Linked DNA regions of Gossypium hirsutum: region 1 is linked to region 2. A link is a contact called in public Hi-C data. All regions are on one chromosome and are shown on one strand. Each heading gives the region's core, a stretch centred on a gene start, on an enhancer-like site or on the middle of the called end of the contact. The rest is flanking DNA. Distances are from core to core; before and after follow the strand shown.

What was found. Hi-C and Micro-C count contacts between places; a contact is called where the count stands out from the background.
Region 1: a Hi-C map of leaf shows a contact between it and region 2, with 2.3 times the contacts expected there. The contact joins the promoter of LOC121214621 here to the enhancer-like site in region 2. A contact is called at or near these places in 10 of 34 Hi-C or Micro-C datasets (anther, callus, leaf and 2 more).

What each region holds. Positions count from the first base shown.
Region 1 is chrD02:13,378,712-13,382,928 of Gossypium_hirsutum_v2.1, reverse strand. LOC121214621 reads left to right here and starts at 2,662. Exons shown (of 3, transcript XM_041088456.1): 1 at 2,662-3,149; 2 at 3,759-3,883; 3 at 3,962-4,217. The coding sequence starts at 2,751. The coding sequence ends at 4,118. It overlaps LOC107910391 (a long non-coding RNA gene), which reads right to left and starts at 2,540. Exons shown (of 3, transcript XR_001687626.2): 1 at 2,167-2,540; 2 at 265-379; 3 at 1-87.
Region 2 is chrD02:13,314,767-13,318,536 of Gossypium_hirsutum_v2.1, reverse strand. No RefSeq gene overlaps it. Among protein-coding and RNA genes, the nearest start is that of LOC107910386, 16 kb to the right of the region's middle. Within about 2 kb of position 2,021, at least 9 of the 9 cell types and tissues checked have an H3K27ac peak or open chromatin away from gene starts, as enhancers often do. A contact at or near this core is called in leaf, where this site is marked.

The DNA.
Region 1 (4,217 bases), core at 1,413-3,912, 64 kb before region 2:
AAAGACAGTAGTAGAGTAGCAACTACATCATGGCTAAAGATCCAGAGCAGCGTGTTGCGCACATGCCTCCTATTGTTGCACCAGGCCCTGCAGGTCAACATGGTTTAAGATGATAATGTTACACTCAACCCAATAAATAATATATAATATAATATAATATAATATATATATGGTCCTTTCATCAAGGAGTGTAGCTGAATGTTGCAATAAGTTATTTTTCATTAAGAAAATGATATGTTGCAAGGATAACTCTAACAAACTGACCTGGATCAAGAGGGAAAAATAAACCATATGGCTCCAAGTATTCATTAAGTTCCATCCATCCAATTCCGGGCTCAACTACAACATCCATGTCCCGAATATGCAATGCCTTAACTCTCTACAAATTTAAAAAAAATCACTCCTAGTATCACAAATTAAAAAACCAAATGGATAGAATTGCAAATTCATTTTACACGATGGAACATTGATGATTTTATCACAAAAGTAATTGCAAATTCAAGTACCTGATTACAAGCATAAAAGAACAATTAAAATTTTATACTTGCTCAAGAAGAACCAAGACATTTTTGTAGTAGTTCCATGACATTACAAAACATCTTATTCAGATGTATGTAATAAAATACAATGAGACTCTGCAAATGGTTTATCACAAAGTACTGCTAGAAGCCGACCTATGTAAGAAGTTTCCAGTTTTGCTACATGTTCAAGTTCAACATAATCCTAGTAGTAGTTCCATGACATTACAAAACATCTTATTCAGAACATTTATTTGGGTGATTTCTTAGTTATCCAAGGAAAACAAAAGGGCATAAAAAAATTTGAAAATTTTCTACTGAAACAACAGTTGAAACTCAAATTTCACTCAATCAAAAATGACAAAAAGTTTCCTCGATACTGAAATTTACAATTGAACCCAATAAAACATAATATGAAACTAATGAAACATGTCCAAAATATAATCCTTCAATAAGCATGATAAATTCCACATCATTATCCCCTTAATATGAGAAAATGCAGGATCAAATGCTAAAGTATTGAAGTAAAAGAAATGACCAGCATATCCTTGTACAAAATGCCAGCAACAGATATCCAAACTTTTATTGACACTTCCAATAGAACTAGCATGATCTTGTCCTTCATCACATGTAAGTCACCTGCTCTTAACTCTCTAAGAAGGAAGGGCAATTCTATTGCTAGGACAGAGGACGTACATAGAAAAACTAGCAGATCCCTAATGTATAAACATAGCATTGAAGGACAATTTCTGAAGCACACTATTAACCTTGCAACAAATGCCAACTCAACAAGGTCAAATACCTGTGGCAAAATTGTGCAGGCAAGCTCATCAAGCAAAATCAGAAATCAGGCAACTATTAGCAAGGAATTATTGTTAGATATTATATATGTATAGTTTCTGTATTAAGAGATTATGACTGAACAGACTCAAATTCCTTTTTCTTCTCTGGCCTCTCTTCTCAATTCTTGATTAAGTAAAAATTTGGTTTTAGAGCTAGTCAAGATTCAGCCATAGAAGCTGGAAAAGCACAAGAAATACAAAGAAATGGCAGAAGGAACTAGACTCAATACCCATTCTAGATTCAACTGGACACACTTAAGGAATCTAACAACCAGAAATATGCTAACTTTGTGGAAAATCAAGAACATATCACTAGAATTTTGGAGTTAATGGATAAAAAAGGACTACTAGCAAACCAGAATCCTGGGAGCACAATACCTATACTGATTTTTAGATTCCATTGTAGCTACTCAGTCAAGGTGAAGGCAAGAACTCTGTAGAAGTTACAGTTACTGATGCACAAGTTAAATATACCTATAAGCATCATAATTCTTGTTTACTAGACAACCATGCTTTACCTGAAACCAGTAAACCAGAAAATACTAACAGTTGAGTCTAAAGTTAGTGTGAGTCCAAGCTAAGATCAAGCAATCATTTAAACCCAACACTCAATATCCACATCATAACACAAAACTGTAGCTCAAATTGATCGGGTAAGACAAAGTTGAAAAACGAAGGGCTTCGATTTTTCTTTTTTATTATTTAAAAAAAATTTTGTATTACATGAAACAATAATTAGAGAGAAAAGGAAGGAAAACATAAGAGTAATCGATCAGAGATGAGACATTAGAGAAATATGCAGATACCTCGAGGAGATCAGAGATGAATTTTTCTCGACTGTGGACCCTAATGTTTTAGGGTTTCTTCAGAATACAGAGGCAAGGCCGACGGTCGACCGACAGAGACGACGATGCAAAGATGGTGCGGTGAGGCCAACGAACGGAGATGAGGAGTCGGAGGAAGAGGGAGAACAACTACTTAGAAGAGAAGAGGGAAAATGTCTTACGGATTAGAAATCGGTAAGACAATTTCCAAAATTTGCTTTTGATTTTACCCGTGTTTGTAAAATGTTTTCCTATGGGAATTCATTTTACACAAAACAAACACCGAAAATTTCGGAAAATATTTTTCGGAAAACATTTTAAGCCAAACAAAGGCACCCTAAAATTTTAGAAAATTACGTTTACATATTTCTCATTGCAATAATAATAATTGTGCCAATGACAATTCAGTAAGCGCATAAATAAATACTCTAACAATCTTCTCTCAATATTAAAGGCCCCCAACTTCACCTATAACTTAGAAATGACCTGTTATTTGTAATCACTAGTCATTATCTTTTGTCTCCAGTATTTGCCACCCAATTTAAGGTGTTTGAAGTGAGAGGAAGATGGCAAGTTCGTCTTCATTTTTTAGGCAGCTAAGTGGCAAACAAGGTTGGAAATCTAAATCCTTGCGTTGGGGAGTGAACAACAAGAACAATATTTGTGGTGGGTGTGAGACAAGCTTAAAAGCTCATCAAATGGAAGGTCTTGACATGTACGGCAATGGTGGTGCTGGTAGTGGTGATGATGGGTTGGTTTTAAGGAAGAGAGTGATGGTTTTAGTGGACAAAAGCTCACATTCTAGGCATGCAATGATGTGGGCACTCACTCATGTAGCTAACAAGGGTGATTTGCTTACTTTGCTTCATGTTATCCCTCCAACCCCCAACTGTTCACACTCCCCTTCTTCTTTTACTTATCTTGCCAACTCTCTTGGCTCACTCTGCAAAGCTTGTAAACCCGAGGTACCTCAAACTTTTCTCACTTCTTGGGTTGTTTTGCTTCATTTCTTTTCATTTTAGAAAAGGGGGTGCATCCCTCTTCTCTTCTCGTTAAGGGAGACAATAGGGTCGCAATGAAATGAAGCAAGTGGATATTACTAAATTTACCATTTTCCCACAGTGGAATACTTTGTATTGCCATACTTTGCTCAACTATAGGTATATCCATCCTTAAAAACCACTATCAACAACGCATCCATCTTTATTTCGCTCCATTCCACTCCACTCCACTCCACTCTAGTTTGATTTTTTTTTTAATAATTAGACTACACGTTTATTTATTTATAATTCTTGTTTTTAATTAATAATTTTTTGGATAAAATAATAAATATAGAATTATATGAAGAAAATGTATTGTTTCATTATATTAAATATATTTTATTCTTTAAAAACATTAACGATATATATTTTTATATACCAGCCTTGAGAAAAACAAACCCCACCCCTGTCTCCATTGTTCAAAAAAGACCAGCTTTATTTGGAGCAGAGCAAGTCTAAAATTTATTTATTTTTATAGTATTCGGTGAAGATTGATTGGATTTTCCATGGGAAATCAATACGAATGAAAAACAGGTAGAAGTAGAAGCATTGATAATCCAAGGGCCGAAGCTGTGGACAGTGAAGAGCCAAGTGAAAAAGCTAGGGGTTTCAGTGTTGGTAGTGGGTCAGAGAAGGCAATCTCCATTGTTAACCTTGTGGTGGGTCTTTATAAACCCCTGTTTTGAAAAATACACATTTCTCCATCTCACTCTCATCTTTCATGGTTGGGTTTGCAGTCTAGGCGGGAGCAGGCAGAATGATGAGTTTGTTGAGCAATGTATCAAAACTATAGATCGACATTGCCTTACCATTGGGGTTAGGAGGCAGAGCAATGGCCTCGGTGGCTACCTTATCACCACCAGGTGGCTCAACAACTTTTGGCTCTTGGCTTAGTCTCACACAACGTTTGCTCAATAAAATATGATTTGTTGCTTATGCTTACTATTCCTAACTTGTTCACGATTTATAATTGGTTGATTTCTTATTTATTGT
Region 2 (3,770 bases), core at 772-3,271:
CATTCCTAAGAATTTCCCACTGACTTTGAAAAAAGTGAGCATGGAAACCATCACTTCCAGGAGCTTTCAAAGGAGCCATGTCAAACAAAGCTCTTTTAATCTCCTCGTTAGTAATAGAAGCCTCCAGAAAAGCAACCTCTGAAGAATTAAAGCTAGGGAAACCAACATTAGGCATATCCCTCAAGTTAGAAGGAATCTCTCCATAAAGTCCTTCAAAGAAATCCACCGCCTTAGCTTGCAGAATGTCCTGATCTGAACACCATTCCCCATTATCAATGCGTAAGGAAAGGATATGGTTAAATTTTCTTCTTCTCAAAGTACGGCTAAGAAAAAACTTTGTATTTCGGTCCCCCAGTTGAAGCCAATCACAACGAGCCTTTTGTCTCCAAAGAAGGTCCTCATGATCTAGCACATTTTCCAGTTCATCCTGAATTTCTATTTCTTTTCCTGCTAAATACGTAGAGGAAGAATGCTCCAAGGTTTTTTGGATATTATTAAGCGATCTCATAAGATTTCTCTTACAAGTGCCCAGAAAGCCATAAATATTCCTGTTCCATTCTTTAGCAAAAAAAGTAAAATTATTTAAAGAATCAAACATATTACCTGCAAAATTCCACTTTTCTCTAACAAGGTTAGAGAAATCACTATGTTTCGTCCATCCTGCCAAAGCCATGAAATGAACTACAATTAGATCTAGTAGATAACAAGAGGGGCCTATGATCAGACTTAATGTGAGTGAGATGATGAACAGAATAATGTGGAAAAACAGACACCCAAGCATCGTTAGTTAAGGCCCGATCAAGTCTGACAAAAGTACTGCCTCTTTGCCATGTAAAAGCAAGCCCATTGAATCCCAAATCCTGCAACTCACAAGAGTCAACAAAATTACCGAAAAAATCACAACGCTTACCAACTAACACAAGACTTTTTTTTATCTGAAGGAGATAAAATTGCATTAAAATCCCCCATAATTAACCAATGAGAATAGAGGTTAGGATTAGCAGATTTTAAATCTTCCCAAAGAAGCTTCCGTTTAGACCTATCAGGACTGCCATAAACAAAGGAAATAAAAAAGGAATTATTGGGATTAGGACTATTAACACGTATGAAAATAAACTGAGGGTGATTTCGAACAATATGGATTTGAATAGACTCCTTCCATCCAACCCATATGCCACCTGAAAAACCAACAGCTTCAACCCGATGTGAATAGTTAAATCCTAGATTTTCAATAATAAGGTTAGCCTTATTACCACTCACTCTCAGTTCCATCAAACAAACAATATCAGGCCTATGCTCAGCATTGTACTCCTGAAATACTCGTAAAAATTTCCTGCTAGCACTCTCTTGACAATTCCATGAAAAAAATTTTAGATTTAAAAACATAATAAAATATATAAAAAATACACCAAACCTCTAATATCAAATTAACAAAGAGCAAGTCAAACAAATAAGAATAGAAAATATATCCTTATTGTCCAGAAACATTAATTCCCTCTTTTTGCCCACTAATTTCGATGCTAGATTCAACCTCAATATTAGGCTTAGCAAAAGTCGAGATGCTCTCAGCAAGAAATTCTATTGACTCCTTCAAAGGTGTTCGCTGGACTCCCGAAGTTTTGAAGCGAACATTACTGCTATGGAGAATTTTAGTCTGTTTTTTAACAAATCCTCTGGTTCTATTTTTAAAAGCTTTACCTGAACCAGATGGAAGCGCAAGAGAAGGAGAATAATTATTAGAGGGGTTTTTGGTGTTCTCAAGAAAGACGACTGCCGAATGTCTACCATAATCAAGGTTACCAACATCTAGTGAGACAGCAGTCCGCGTTGACTCCTCCAAAACTGGCTGATTTTTTGATCCTTCTCCTTCGACTTCAAGACCCACATCGTCACCTGGAGTTGTTTGTGACTCATCTGAAAAAAAGGTCTGACTACCTTTTCCAGCAGCAGCAGAGGGAAGATGGGCTCCCAAATCTGGACCAGAAGGTTCCAAGACTCCACAGGCCTGACCAGCAGGTATGGTTCCAATGCCCAAACTACTATCAGGCTTCTTTGTGTTATGCGATTTTCCTTTCAGGCTTGTGCTGGGCTTATTGGGCTCCGCATTTGTTCTACTGTTCCTTTTAAAAAGTGGGCCACAAATGTCCATCTGATTCACCTCCTTTAAGTTGCTTTTATTATTATTGTTTCTTTCTCTGATTGTTCGACCATTATTAGGATTAGCAGAAATTTTCTCCATAGAATTACCATGTAAAATTTCCTTCCCTTTATGGCTTCTAGTATCCGACAAAAAACCCTCAAAATCCTCTTTGTGCATGTCTTTATTATTAAGGGCTCTAAAGCGAGATCCTTTTTTCCAAATCTGTTGGACATTTAAGGGATTTTGTGTATTATCTCTGATTTTCCGCCTTGATTTCTTCTCAACGATCATCCAAGGCCCGAAATTCTCGTGCTCCTTCTCCGCGTCAACCTTGGTCGTGTTTTGAAACTCCGATGCCATTTCCGACGAGGTATTCTCCTTTTCACTGGGGGTTTCAGAATTCTTAAAAGGGCAAGAGTTTTCCACATGCCCATATCTCCCACAATGAAAACAGATTGTGTATAAAGATTCATATTCAACATTCTGCTTACGTCCATTGATCAGAATATGTGATACCAACGGCTTTTCCAGGTCAACATAAACAGCCAATCTAGCGAATCTTCCCCTAGTCCTACTATCAGTGTTCATATCCAATTTAACCACTTTTCCAACCATTTCCCCTATCTCAGTGATGATTTTATGATTATATAAATATCCAGGTAAACCAGGAAATCTAATCCATGCCATCACAACGCTCGGATAAGCTTGTGTCGGATCAAAGGCTAGCGACCAAGGCTGAACCGTCAAATATTGTCCAAAGATGATCCAAGGTCCTTCAGCAAGAGCCCTTTCACAGTCCAACTTATTCTGGAATTTAACCAAGAAATAACCATTTTCTATATCCATCATATGTAGAGGTGCTGAAGGTCTCCACAGATTGAACAATTTATTCTGCAAAACCGAAAAGGAAATGTTACGACCAAGAAGTTTTAAAATCACTGTGTTATCCATACCTTGAATAAGGATTTTGTGAATCCTATCCGAGAAGGAAATGGAAGGTACGCCATCCACAAAGGTTTTTTGAATGTCCCCATCCAAAATTTCCATATCTTCTTTTCCTTCCAAATCAATGTGAGTATCCTTTGACGAATGTCCTACAAGCATATCCCTCCACGAGATAGATTTTTCTGGAGATGTATCGATCAACATATTATTGTTTGTATCAACATCTTCATTTCTGAAAGGAACTTTCTTAGGGATCAACTCCTCAGTAATGGATTTTTCAGATTCAGTATTTTCGCAGAGAGAATTCATAGAGCTCTTATCTTTTTATAAAATGACCTTTAACTTAGAAATACTTTAAACATTCAAACATTTTGTTTGATATTCAATTGGGAAAGATGATACAAAATGATGTTTTAATTTGGTTTTATTTATTATTAACTTTAATTACTCATTTTCAAAATTAACCTTTAAAAGCTTTAATAATTACACAAAATGCCAAGCCATTATCATCCACTAGCAAAATAATGGTCTAATTACCATATAAGAACCTCCACTTTAAAGTCCTATATTTATTTAATACCTTTAGCTCTTAGAACTCATCTTTTGCACTTTACGCGATTTAGTCCTTTTTATCAAATTGAGTATGTAAACGGTAAAATTTCTATCATGCTGTAGACAATAAAAT